Linked DNA regions of Sus scrofa: region 1 is linked to region 2. A link is a contact called in public promoter capture Hi-C data. All regions are on one chromosome and are shown on one strand. Each heading gives the region's core, a stretch centred on a gene start, on an enhancer-like site or on the middle of the called end of the contact. The rest is flanking DNA. Distances are from core to core; before and after follow the strand shown.

What was found. Promoter capture Hi-C pulls out the DNA fragments that hold promoters and counts their contacts.
Region 1: a promoter capture Hi-C map of fetal liver shows a contact between it and region 2, with 3 times the contacts expected there. The contact joins the promoter of SF3B4 here to the promoter of GOLPH3L in region 2. A contact is called at or near these places in 1 of 5 promoter capture datasets (fetal liver) and 1 of 47 Hi-C or Micro-C datasets (heart right ventricle).

What each region holds. Positions count from the first base shown.
Region 1 is chr4:99,121,753-99,127,413 of Sscrofa11.1, reverse strand. SF3B4 (splicing factor 3B subunit 4) reads right to left here and starts at 3,850. Exons shown (of 6, transcript XM_001926489.5): 1 at 3,723-3,850; 2 at 3,115-3,243; 3 at 2,036-2,578; 4 at 1,247-1,453. The coding sequence starts at 3,756. It overlaps MTMR11 (myotubularin related protein 11), which reads right to left. Exons shown (of 17, transcript NM_001243446.1): 16 at 5,610-5,661; 17 at 4,605-5,292. The coding sequence ends at 5,146.
Region 2 is chr4:98,466,170-98,472,287 of Sscrofa11.1, reverse strand. GOLPH3L (Golgi phosphoprotein 3-like) reads right to left here and starts at 1,821. Exons shown (of 5, transcript XM_013997188.2): 1 at 1,624-1,821. It overlaps HORMAD1 (HORMA domain containing 1), which reads right to left. Exons shown (of 15, transcript NM_001194981.1): 14 at 5,284-5,352; 15 at 2,638-3,308. The coding sequence ends at 3,228.

The sequences.
Region 1 (5,661 bases), core at 2,601-5,100, 650 kb before region 2:
GTCAAACATAGCTCCCAGATTTCTGAATCAAGCACCTGAAAACTAAGACTACTAGAGAAAGAATAAGGTTGAAGGGCAGGGGTATAAAAGTAGTCATCCAGTAGTTCCCGTCGTGGCGCAGTGGTTAACGAATCCGACTAGGAACCATGAGGTTGCGGGTTCAGTCCCTGCCCTTGCTCAGTGGGTTAACGATCCGGCATTGCCGTGAGCTGTGGTGTAGGTTGCAGGCGCGGCTCGGATCCCGTGTTGCTGTGGCTCTGGCGTAGGCCGGTGGCTATAGCTCCGATTCAACCCCTAGCCTGGGAACCTCCATATGCCGCGGGAGCGGCCCAAGAAGTAGCAACAAAAACAACAACAACAACAACAACAAAAAGACAAAAGACAAAAAAAAAAAAAAAAAGTAGTCATCCATTAAACAGTAAGATTAAGGGTATGGAATGTTAATACCCATGGAACAGCCACCCATCTAGGTGGCATCAGTGTACAAACAATGGGACTGTGCAAAAAAGAGAGCCAGACACAAAAACCTCAGCTGAGAAAAAGGAGCCTATTAAGGTGGCTGAGATTGAGGATTCAGAGAGAAAGAGAATCCATAAAAACCAAAAAAGACAAGATTTTCAAACAGGAGGACACGGCCAGTTTCAAGAATAGCAAAGATCAAACAAGATAAGGAGCAGCCTAGACTTGGCATGTAGGTGACTGCTTTGGGGTGGAAGTCAGAGGAAAGAATGGAAGTAAAGGTTAAGAAAACAAAACCCAGCAAGTATAGTTATACTCTTCGGTAAAACTTTAAGAAATGAAAACAGGCTGATAGTTGTTAAAGTAAACAGGCTAAAGTATTTTGTGTTTGTTTCTATAAAAGAATGTCTGGGAGTTCCCGTCGTGGCGCAGTGGTTAACGAATCTGACTAGGAACCATGAGGTTGCGGGTTCAATCCCTGCCCTTGCTCAGTGGGTTAACGATCTGGCGTTGCCGTGAGCTGTGGTGTAGGTTGCAGACGTGGCTCGGATCCCGCGTTGCTGTGGCTCTGGCGTAGGCTGGTGGCTACAGCTCCGATTCGACCCCTAGCCTGGGAACCTCCATATGCCGCGGGAGCGGCCCAAGAAATAGCAAAAAGACAAAAAAAAAAAAATGTCTGGAAGAAAGGAATGTCTAAAGAAAGGGACTCTCTATTATTGTTGAAGGACAGAGAACAGCAGCATAACTGGTGAAAGAATCCCTCTCCTTCCCAGCAAAGAAAACCCACCTGGATGGGGCATCCCACCCGGTGGGAATGGGTGAGGATGTGAGTGTCCATGTGCAGGATGTCCAGCCCCTGGGGTTCCTGCTGATGGAGGGCCATGTCCTCCAGCCCCAGGAGGCATAGGTGGTGGGGGCATGGCTGGGGGTATCCCAGGTGGAAGGGCTCCAGGAGGCGGTACTGGGGGTGGGAAAGAGCCAGGAGGAGGCATGCCTGTAGAGAAAATAGAAAAAGAGTTCATGATAGTGAGAAGAGAGTACCTTTAGGGGGCCTGTTCCAATCTGGCCTCTAGGCAAGATGAGTTCTTTTCCCCTCCTTCCAGCTCTCTAAAGTCAGAAGCAACTTAGACAACTTCAAAATTCTAGAACAGGAGTTCCTGTCATGGTGCAGTGGTTAACAAATCTGACTAGGAACCATGAGCTTTCGGGTTCGGTCCCTGCCCTTGCTCAGTGGGTTAAGGATCTAGCGTTGCCATGAGCTGTGGTGTAGGTCGAAGATGTGGCTCAGATCCCACGTTGCTGTGGCTCTGGTGTAGGCCGGTGGCTACAGCTCCGATTAGACCCCTAGCCTGGGAACCACCACATGCCATGGGAGTGGCTCTAGAAAAGGCAAAAAGACAAAAAACAAAAAAAAATGCTAGAACAATTCAACAATGTTCTTCTCACTGCATCCATTACCTCTCAACCCCTTTCTCATCACCTACTGACTCAATGTCCCCTCCTTTCCAGGTTCTTTTTCCTTCTTCCTGCCCTCCCCCCAATTTAAGACAAACATATTCTGAATAGAAAGCTCTACCTGGTGGAGGAAGCCCAGACCCCAGTGATGATACCACAGGATTTGGAGCAGACGGTGGAGGGGGGGCATCTGCAAAGAGCTGATGAGGGCGGTCAGCCTGGGAGAGTGGGTTCTGTGCTGCCAGAAGTCGTTCAGCTGCTGAGCCATGGCGCTCACCCTTGGAGTCCTTCTTGAAGGCATAGGACACAGTGATTGGGCGGTTACAGAGGTACTGCCCATTCATGGCCTCAATTGCTGCATCCGAAGCATCAAATGAAGCAAAATTAATAAAGGCATAACCTTTGGAGTTGCCTGTGTCAGGGTCCCGCATTATCTTGGGGGTTTGTAAGATGACCCCAAAGGCGCTAAAAGTATCATAAAGCAACTTCTCATCAATTTCTGGGTCCAGGTTTCCAATGAAAATGTTGGCTCCCACATCCAGGTTTTTGTTGTGAGCTGATGCCTTGTTCACCCGTATCGGCTTCCCATAGAGTTTGATCATGTTCATGATCTTAATGGCATAGTCAGCATCTTCCTCACTTAAGAACTCCACGAAACCATAGCCTAGGGAAATGGAAAAGAAGAGTTAACTTAAGTGAAGCGATTCAAAATGAGGTATAACTCACCTTCTAAAGTACAAAGAACAAGAAAAAATAATCCTACTTCAACTGAGAATGGTTCCAGAAACAAACTGAGTTTAAGAGAAAGAAAACTTTAGCTTGCTTATTCCAAACAGTTGTGAATACTGCCGGGACCTTCCAGGAGCAGTTTGTTTCCTCAAAACATAACTGCACTTCTTGGGAGTTCCCGTCGTGGCTCAGTGGTTAGCGAATCCGACTAGGAACCATGAGGTTGTGGGTTCGATCCCTGCCCTTGCTCAGTGGGTTAAGGATCCGGCGTTGCCAGTGAGCTGTGGTGTAGGTTGCAGACGCCGCTCGGATCCCACCTTGCTGTGGCTCTGGCATAGGCCAGTGGCTACAGCTCCGATTCAACCCCTAACCTGGGAACCTCCATATGCCGCGGGAGCGGCCCTAGAAATGACAAAAAGACCAAAAAATAAATTAAATGAAAAATAACTGCACTTCTTGCCATGTACTCACCTTGATGCTGACCAGTGACTCTATCCTTTGGCATGTGGGTGTTGACTACTGGCCCTGCCTGGAGAAACAGTTCCCACAGCAGTGGTTCGCTAACTTTCTCATCGAGGCCCCCCACGTACACAGTGGCATCTGGAGGACAGGGTTAGGAGGTTAGGACAGAGATGAGAGGAAATAAGGAGGTGACGGGAACATGAAGTCGGAACCCAGGCGGTGGAGTTGCGGGTGGAGATGGGGTATTGGAGCAAAGAGAAAAAGAAAAGAAAAAAAAAAAAAAAAAAAAAAAAAGACGTTAGCTTATACCCCTACACCGCCCTCCATTCCAGGTAATACAAAATCTTCTTAAATATAATTTAAAGTTCTGGCGCACATTCTCTTTGTAATTTTTTGTGTGCGTGAGTGGGAAGGCAGCAGGGGATGGGACATAGACAACATCACACCTACAGGCCTCAGCCTCTGGGCACCCGTCCATCCCGCCCCAGCAGGCATCAGGCCGGTCTAGCGCCTTTTGGGATGCTCCAATCTCCCGCCCTGGCGGAAACACTGCTGGCTGTAACCCGAGATCCCCCAAACTCCCCTGGGCCCATCCCGGACTTGTGCCCTCCACTCACCCTGATTCCGCTCGGAGATCGGCCCAGCAGCCATGGCGAAAGACCTCCCGCCGTCTCCAGGCAGCGATACCGCCTCCTGACCGCAGTACTACTTCCACTTCCGGGGCGAAGGCGGACGTAGAGGCGGTGGGCGGGGCCTATGCAGGGGAGGAGCCGGAAGCGGCCGCGGCCATTTTAGGAGCCGCTGAGACTTGAAGTGATTGGTGTTACCGTGTTCCGCGGTCTTTGGTTTTGTGTTGAAGTGCCGCTCTGACAGGTTAGGGCGGGGAACGCGGATCGGAATCTCTCAAACGCCCTAAGGCAGTGCTTGAAGTTAAAGGATCACGCTGCTCCCAAAAATGTCAATTCAGGAGCTAAGAGAACAATATTTTTCGTATATTTTGTGGCCTCCTTTGATTCCCAGAGAAGGGTCTTCTGCCCAAGGCGTGGAGGCAGCTGTCCACCCCGGCCCGCAGCCTTTGGACAGATGGGGCCCCATAGTCCTGGCCTGGGCTTTCATTTTTCCTCAGGGAAGGGATTGCGGAATGTCTGAGCTGGAGTGACGTTGAGCTTGCCTAGTCAGTATTGCATTGGGGGTGACGGGAACCAGAGGCTCAGAGATGGGAGTGTGTGTGACCAGCGCTGAAGAGTGGTTAACACTGAAGTCCAGAGGCTTTGGTCTCAACCCCCAGAGCACACCCCAGCCCCAACAACAACGTCTGGGTCTGTTTTTGCCACATCAGCACCACAGGGAGAACCCAAACTATGAATTCTGCAGAGCTTCACCTGAACCATCCCCTTATTTCCTTAGCAGTAATTCGGTCTGTATCTTCCTCTCTTGAGTCACACCATCACTATCTTACCTAGGTTCCTTTATTCAGACACAAGAAACAATGCCAGCAGTGTGTATAAATACTGTGATTTAATGAACTCCTTAAATAGAAATGCCGTTACAAAAATATACAATTGGAAAAGACTGGGTGTCTCCCATAGCCACACCACACCCAGAGAAAACTTTAAGGGAAGAAATAGAAATTGGAATCAAAGGAGCAGCAGGGGGAGGTGAGAAGGAGGTCTGTAGGCCATCTTGTTGGCACTGACAAATTGTTTCTCTGACCTCACAATTTACCAGCTCAGTATCCAAAATTTCCATCCAAAAGGGTTGGAATGCATGAAAAAAGGGCAATCATATTCCGGATTGGTTTTGTTGGTTTTGTTTCTTTAATTCTTCAGGTCACAAGAAACTATTTAAACCAAGAAGGATAGGGTAAGAGTTGGATAAGGTTAGCCACCTATCAGCTATGGAAACTCAAGTCAGTGAGCTTGTTTAAAGGCTGGCATATGAAAGCTGAGGGAGTAAAACCAGATAAGATTTGAAGGATTAGACAGAATTCTCCCTCACCCCAGACCACTCTCTGCCCCGCCCATGAGAGAGCCAGCAATTTCAGTGGGATTGGGAAAGAATGGTATTTGGATCTCTTTTCTTGGAGTGATCCTCAGGAGATATTCTTGGTGTCCATTTCCTTAATAACTCCTGAAGATGGGATAGCTCATCCTGGAGGCCAGCGATTGTGGGAGCTGAGAGGCCCATCTGGGGAGGGGGTGAAGAGAGGCAGAGAGGACTATTATTGCAGCTCTAGCTCTGCTTCTAAGTTCTGTCTGCTACTTCTGGCATCCTTAATTCTTTCCTACTCCAACTATGCCTTAGGTTCCACTTGATATAAGCCACAAGCATTTCCCCCACACTCCCATACCTCTCCACTTTGATCCCAACAGGAATGGTACCTCACTTCCCAATCCCCAGCCCACTGCCTTTCCAACTTCTGGAAACATCTGGTTTCTTCTAGGACATTTGGGTCAGCAGTCAAGCCCCTTCTCCCACTCCCAGTCACTGTCTTGCCTTCTTACCTGGACCTCAGGCCTTCCCCTCAGGTAGCAGCGTCTCCAGAGCCTGATCTGG
Region 2 (6,118 bases), core at 572-3,071:
CATACACAAAAATAGTAAAAAATTTTCAGAAAAACTAAATAGAAATACACGTTCTAATATTTCCTTCCAAGACCATAACTCATTTCATGCACTCACTTTGGAAGAGTGCTAGTCTGGAGAATAACATTCAGAAGATCATGTATGGTAACTCCATATAGCTAGAAAACTTTTGTCTCTATCCCTAGGCTAGTCATCTTGTGAATACACAAACAGCTACCAACAAAAAGTACTGGCAAGAAAATGCTAAAAGATTAGTATATTCTGGAGTTCCCGTCATGGCGCACTGGTTAACGAATCCGACTAGGAACCATGAGGTTGCGGGTTCGGTCCCTGCCCTTGCTCAGTGGGTTAACGATCCGGCGTTGCCATGAGCTGTGGTGTAGGTTGCAGACGTGGCTCGGATCCAGCGTTGCTGTGGCTCTGGCGTAGGCCGGCAGCTATAGCTCCAATTCAACCCCTAGCCTGGGAACCTCCATATGCCGCGGGAGCGGCCCAAGAAATAGCAAAAAAAAAAAAAAAAAAAAAAAAAAAAAAAAGATTAGTATATTCTTTCTCAATTACCAAAACTATGAAAGTACAAGCCTTTTTATACCATGCACTACAGTTGTAAAAATCTAGTCAAGAGTAACTGCATTATCAGCTGTGATAAAGTTAGTATACTTCACATAAATCTAAATGCCAATTTTTAAGATGAAATATAATATTTTAAACTAGCAATTATTGAAAAGAATAGCTTTTTCAAGATCAAAAGAATGCATTCAAAAGCCTCTCTGACTGGATCCCATTCTACCTTCTAGCAATCTTCCCATTATTCCCAATTATGTACTGTTAAACCATTTTTCAAACATGTCCCTTAAATTCCACCTCCGCTCATTCTTACAAGCTAAAGTTCTTTCCCTTTTCCCTTCCTCTCTAAATTCTACCCATTCTTCAAAGGCCTATTCTTAAGTGAATCTGCTTCTTCATTACCCATATGTCCCATCGCCAGGACAGGTCTCTCCCTCAGCTGTACTTTCATACAATTTTATTTATACTTACTTCCTTTAAAGTATTTATTATAGTCTTTCATTTGGTATGGCTGTCTCTCAAATGTAAACTTCTTGAGGGCAGGGACATTGTCTTCTTGGGTTTTTATATTCTCCATAGCAACTAGCACAATGTCTTTAACGTTGTAACTGCTCGATAAATATATACTGATTAAAATGAATACTCAGAAAAGCATTTGAACATTTAAAAAGAAATACAAATGAAGTGACTTACAAGAGATTCTCTGTACAAGGCTATATTTCAAATAACTCTTGGTGGGAGGCGGGAAGAGTGAAAGAGGAAGAGAACCAAGAAACAATTGCTTAAGAGCACTAAGCCTATCTGGCATAAGGAACAGGTTTATTTCCTAATCCAATCCAAAAAATTTTAAATCTTTGGGGGAAAAAAATAAAAAATTTTCTTTGAGGAGTTAATCGCCCCTGGGCATTTACTAATTAAAAATACTATTTGGAAAAAGCCAAAAAAAATCAAAAAACCAATAGCTCCAAAATTAAATAAAAACCTCCCTCACCCCATAAAATAAAAAACTTGGAGGTTTTTTTGGATGTTAGGAAATGTATTCACCCCGTTGCTTACCTGACGTTACTCCTGGGTTACCGCCAAAGGCAGGCTGCAGCTTGAGCTCAATTTTAGGACACGTGTCCCCACCCCCACCCCCCACCCCCGTCCTAGTAGGTGAAAAACTTCTCAGCCACGCAAAGGGAACAAACTTCCTGATCCTTCGATGCAAAGAAGGAATAACACATCAGCTTCCTCAGGATCACTAGGCAACCTACCTTGGTGTTTCTTCATTAGACCAATCAGAAAGCTCCAAAGCTGAGTTCAGCCAATCAGAGCTTACAAGAGGAGGCTCTCCCCCCCGGCTATTGTGTTGCGATCCAGACAAACACCACCGAAAGGAGGCAGGTTTGGGTTTAACCTGACAGCTGGTCAATCCAATGAAGGAACCTTGGTAGAGAGAGGAAAGAGGGCTGCACTCCCCACCCCCACTAATCCGGCCAATCAAAGCCTTCCGTGAGCTATCACCAGCTGCCCATCTACAAAGGTTTCTGTTGGTCAACTGACTTCAGTGTAGCAGGTGTGTTACTGTAGCAGTGTATAGTGGGACAATTAGGTGTGATAGTTGGGGATCCAATAAAGCTAAGAACACATTTAAAAAATTGGCTGTTTTCGACAATTAGCTTAACCCTAACTTTCCTGCTCCAGAAAAACCTGATCTGGGTTAGTTTGTGGACGTTTATTTGGTTTATATTAAACAGGGTAGGCACATTTCTACCATAGCATTCATACTTTCTCTATTAGTGCTTGCTACTGGCGAGCTCATGGATAATGTATGTTTTTAGAATATGGCTGCTGAAACTGCAAGAGGCAAACAGACAAGTTTTAAGTCTTCCTTTTGTAGAGCACAGGAAACAGTCAAGTCTGAAATCAGATCCCAGATTTCTCACTAAAAACACAGTTTCTTTCACACTACCAAAAGTTCTAGGAAGTGTGCTCAACTCTTAAGTAACATCTACTGAAATGATGTCAAAATTAGTGCCTAAACATTTTCTGCTATTTAAATAAAAATTAGAAGCCATGAACGAGTCTAGATGCTGAACAATGTTTTATTTATGCTACCCAAAATGTCAGACTTTTAGTCTTTTTTGTCTTGTAAAAAATGCTAAAAAAGTAAGCACCAATTTTTAATTGCACATTATATATTATTATGTTAATACACTATATCAAAGTACTGAATAACATTGTTTTAACAACATAATGACAAACACAGGCAGTTAAATTATATGGTTTTAACATAGGTAAAAAATGAATTCCTATCAAAATTTAATACCAAAATAAACATTATTTACTTCAAAAAATGGCTTAAGAGGGCCTTAAAAGTTAATATAAGTTTAAAGGAAATGTCCACCAAATGGAATATAGATCAAATTGAGTAGATAATTAACAGAATAAATTACAACACTGGTTATTTTTGTTCTTACTCAAAAGTTCTCTTGAATTTGTCTCAGATAAGATTAAAGATCATCATATGATAGCTAAGAATTCATTTCAGTGTACTAACTGCTTAAGACTACCTATAAGTTTTCAGTGGTAGGGCAAACACACCTTAAAATAGTAATATAGTGTCCTTTCATTTAAATGTTGTGAAGAACTTTGCAAACATGAAGAAAATCATTTTTTTATATATGTTCCTTTGGTTCACTAAACTTTCTTCTTTTTGGCACTGAATCTTGACTAGACGAATCAAAGTGATGAAGAACCTATTAAAAGAAAACAACTACTCAGAATAGATACTTTCCAGTTTAAATGTTTTTAATTTTAGAGCTTTTTTACATCTGATGTTCCTTCCTTCAGTTCTTCCTTATTTCCTCTCTTCTTTCTTCAAAAAAAAATTAAACCTAGCATACTATTTCCCACTAAGATAGGATATCTGGGTTCTTTAAAAGTAGGGTAACTTTTATTATTGACATATTTATATCTTTTGATGACTGCTGAAAGTACATCCTTCTAAGTGTAAGGTTTTCATTAGAGGTGCTGGAGTAGTTAGAAAGATAGACATTATGTCCTCAAAATAGTAAAATATTTTTGGGTAGGATGAGAGGGGAAAGATTAAAAAATAACCTAAGAATAGAGAAAAATTCCACTTTGGCATCATGTTTTGCTTCTGTATCACTGGTGCTCAGCAGTGCCTGATAAATATTAGACATTCAATGCACCCTTGAATGAATGGGAGGATGACTTAGGAAAATTGCTAACAAAATTCTGAGTTATTGAACTTTTATTTTTCTGGTAAAAACTAGTGACAAAATTGGAATATGATTTTGTAGAAGAAAACCAAGGCTTAATACACTAGGGAAAAATAATATATTAATGAAACCTCAAGTTATTCCATCCCCCCCTTTTTGGGGCCACACCTGCAGCATGTGGAAGGTCTACGGCTAAAGACTCAACTGCTCCACAGCAGCGACCAGAGCCACAGCAGTGACACCACTGGATCCTTAACCTGCTGTGCCACCAGGGAACTCCATCATTCCCTTCTTAAGATATGTAAACTGAAAACAGGATTAACCAACTATATTTTTGAGATTACCTCTTTAACATTGAATTTTAAAAAACAGTCCTAATTTTTCAGTTATCTAATTTTAACCTACAAATAATACTAAAAATTCTGGCTTAAAAATATTAGTATCTATCTCAGAAGTGACAAATACAATTATCTGATTTGGTAAAATAAGGTTCCAAATATAAGATAACTGTTACAGGATTTAGGTCAGGAAAATTTTCTTTCTCCTAAGGTGGTAGGAGGAGATACTGTATTTTTACACATGTGGTTTTGGTTATCTTATCTTGTTTCTACTTTAGTTATGATCTCTAGAAAGCTCAGATCAAATCTGTGGCTCAATTTTAATTCTATATAAATAAAATTGCCTGAATATTCTTGTACTCTCATTTTCTCACTCATTCTATTCATATTTTTGTTGATATTGACTTTTACTTTATAAATTCCTCTAACCACCTCAAAGCATTCATGGAATACAACAGTAAATGTTTACAGGGAAAAATTAATAAGCTAACATAGCATATTTTGGAGTTCTCGTTGTGGCACAACAGAAACAAATCCGACTAGGAACCATGAGGTTGCAGATTCAATCCCTGGCCTCGCTCAGTGGGTTAAGGATCTGGTGTTGCCATGAGCTGTATAGGTGTCAGACATGACTCGGATCTGGCATTGCTGTGGCTGTGGTGTAAGCCGACAGCTGTAGCTCTGATCCCTAGCCTGGGAACCTCCATATGCTGCGGGTGTGGCCCTAAAAACCAAAAAAAGAAAAAAAAACCCAATAGCATATTTTATTTTAAAATTACCCCATTTTTTAGAATCAAATATATTTAAACAAAACTTAGATATCAGAGCTCTGAGGTATATCCAGGAATATCATATTTATCATTAAATTGAATCTATAATCTGAAACTTGCCATTTTATTCAGCATATATATATATTACTATGAGACAGTGTCTTCAGAGTTCCCACTTGGGCACAACAGGATCAGCAGCTTCTTGGGAGTACTGGTTGCAGGTTCAATCCCTAGCCCAGCCCAGTGAAAGATCCAGCATTGCTGCAGCTGCAGCTTAGGTCGCAACTATGACTTAGATCTGATCTCTGATTCCTGGCACAGGACAACTCTACATATATGCCATAGGGCGGCCAAAAAAGGGGAAAAAAAAGGGAGACTTACTGTTTTCCCAGATTCAAGCTGACTTCTCTTCCGACTTTCCTTAGATTTTATTTGTTGATTTCCATTAGCCTCCACAAAGACAGAATAATTACAAATTGGTTATTTCTCAAAGAACAACCAACATAATTTTTCAATTACAGGCAACTATATGCAGTTAAAAAAAAACTTTACTGAGATATAATTCAGATACCATATAATTCATCCATTTATTTTATTTTTATTTAATTTTCGCTGTGCCTGCAGTATGTGGAAGTTCCTTAGCCAGGGTTTGAACTCACGCCACAGCAGTGATCCAAGCTGTTGCAGTGCCAACACCAGATCCTAACCCACTGAATCACAAAGGAACTCCTCATCCATTTAAAAGTGTACAAAATTCTGGAGTTTCCATCATGGCTCAGTAGTTAACAAATCCGACTAGGAACTATGAGGTTGAGGGTTCGATCCCTGGCCTTGCTCAGTGGGTTAAGGATCCGGTGTTGCCGTGAGCTGTGGTATGGGTTGCAGAGGCGGCTAGGATCCCGAGTTGCTGTGGCTCTGGCGTAGGCTGGCAGCTACAGCTCCGATTCGACCCCTAGCCTGCGAATCTCCATGTGCCGTGGGAGCGGCCTGAGAAATGGCAAAAAGACAAAAATAAGTAAATAAATAAATAAATAAAAGTGTACAAAATTCAATGATTTTAAGTATATTTAAGGAGTTGTGCAACTATAACCACAGTCAATTTTAGAACACTTTCATCCTCCAAAAAGAAATTCTGTACAATTATATCTATCACTCCCCTATACCAACCTCTCACCAGCAAGATTTTTTGTTTCTACAGATACCCCTATTCTGGACT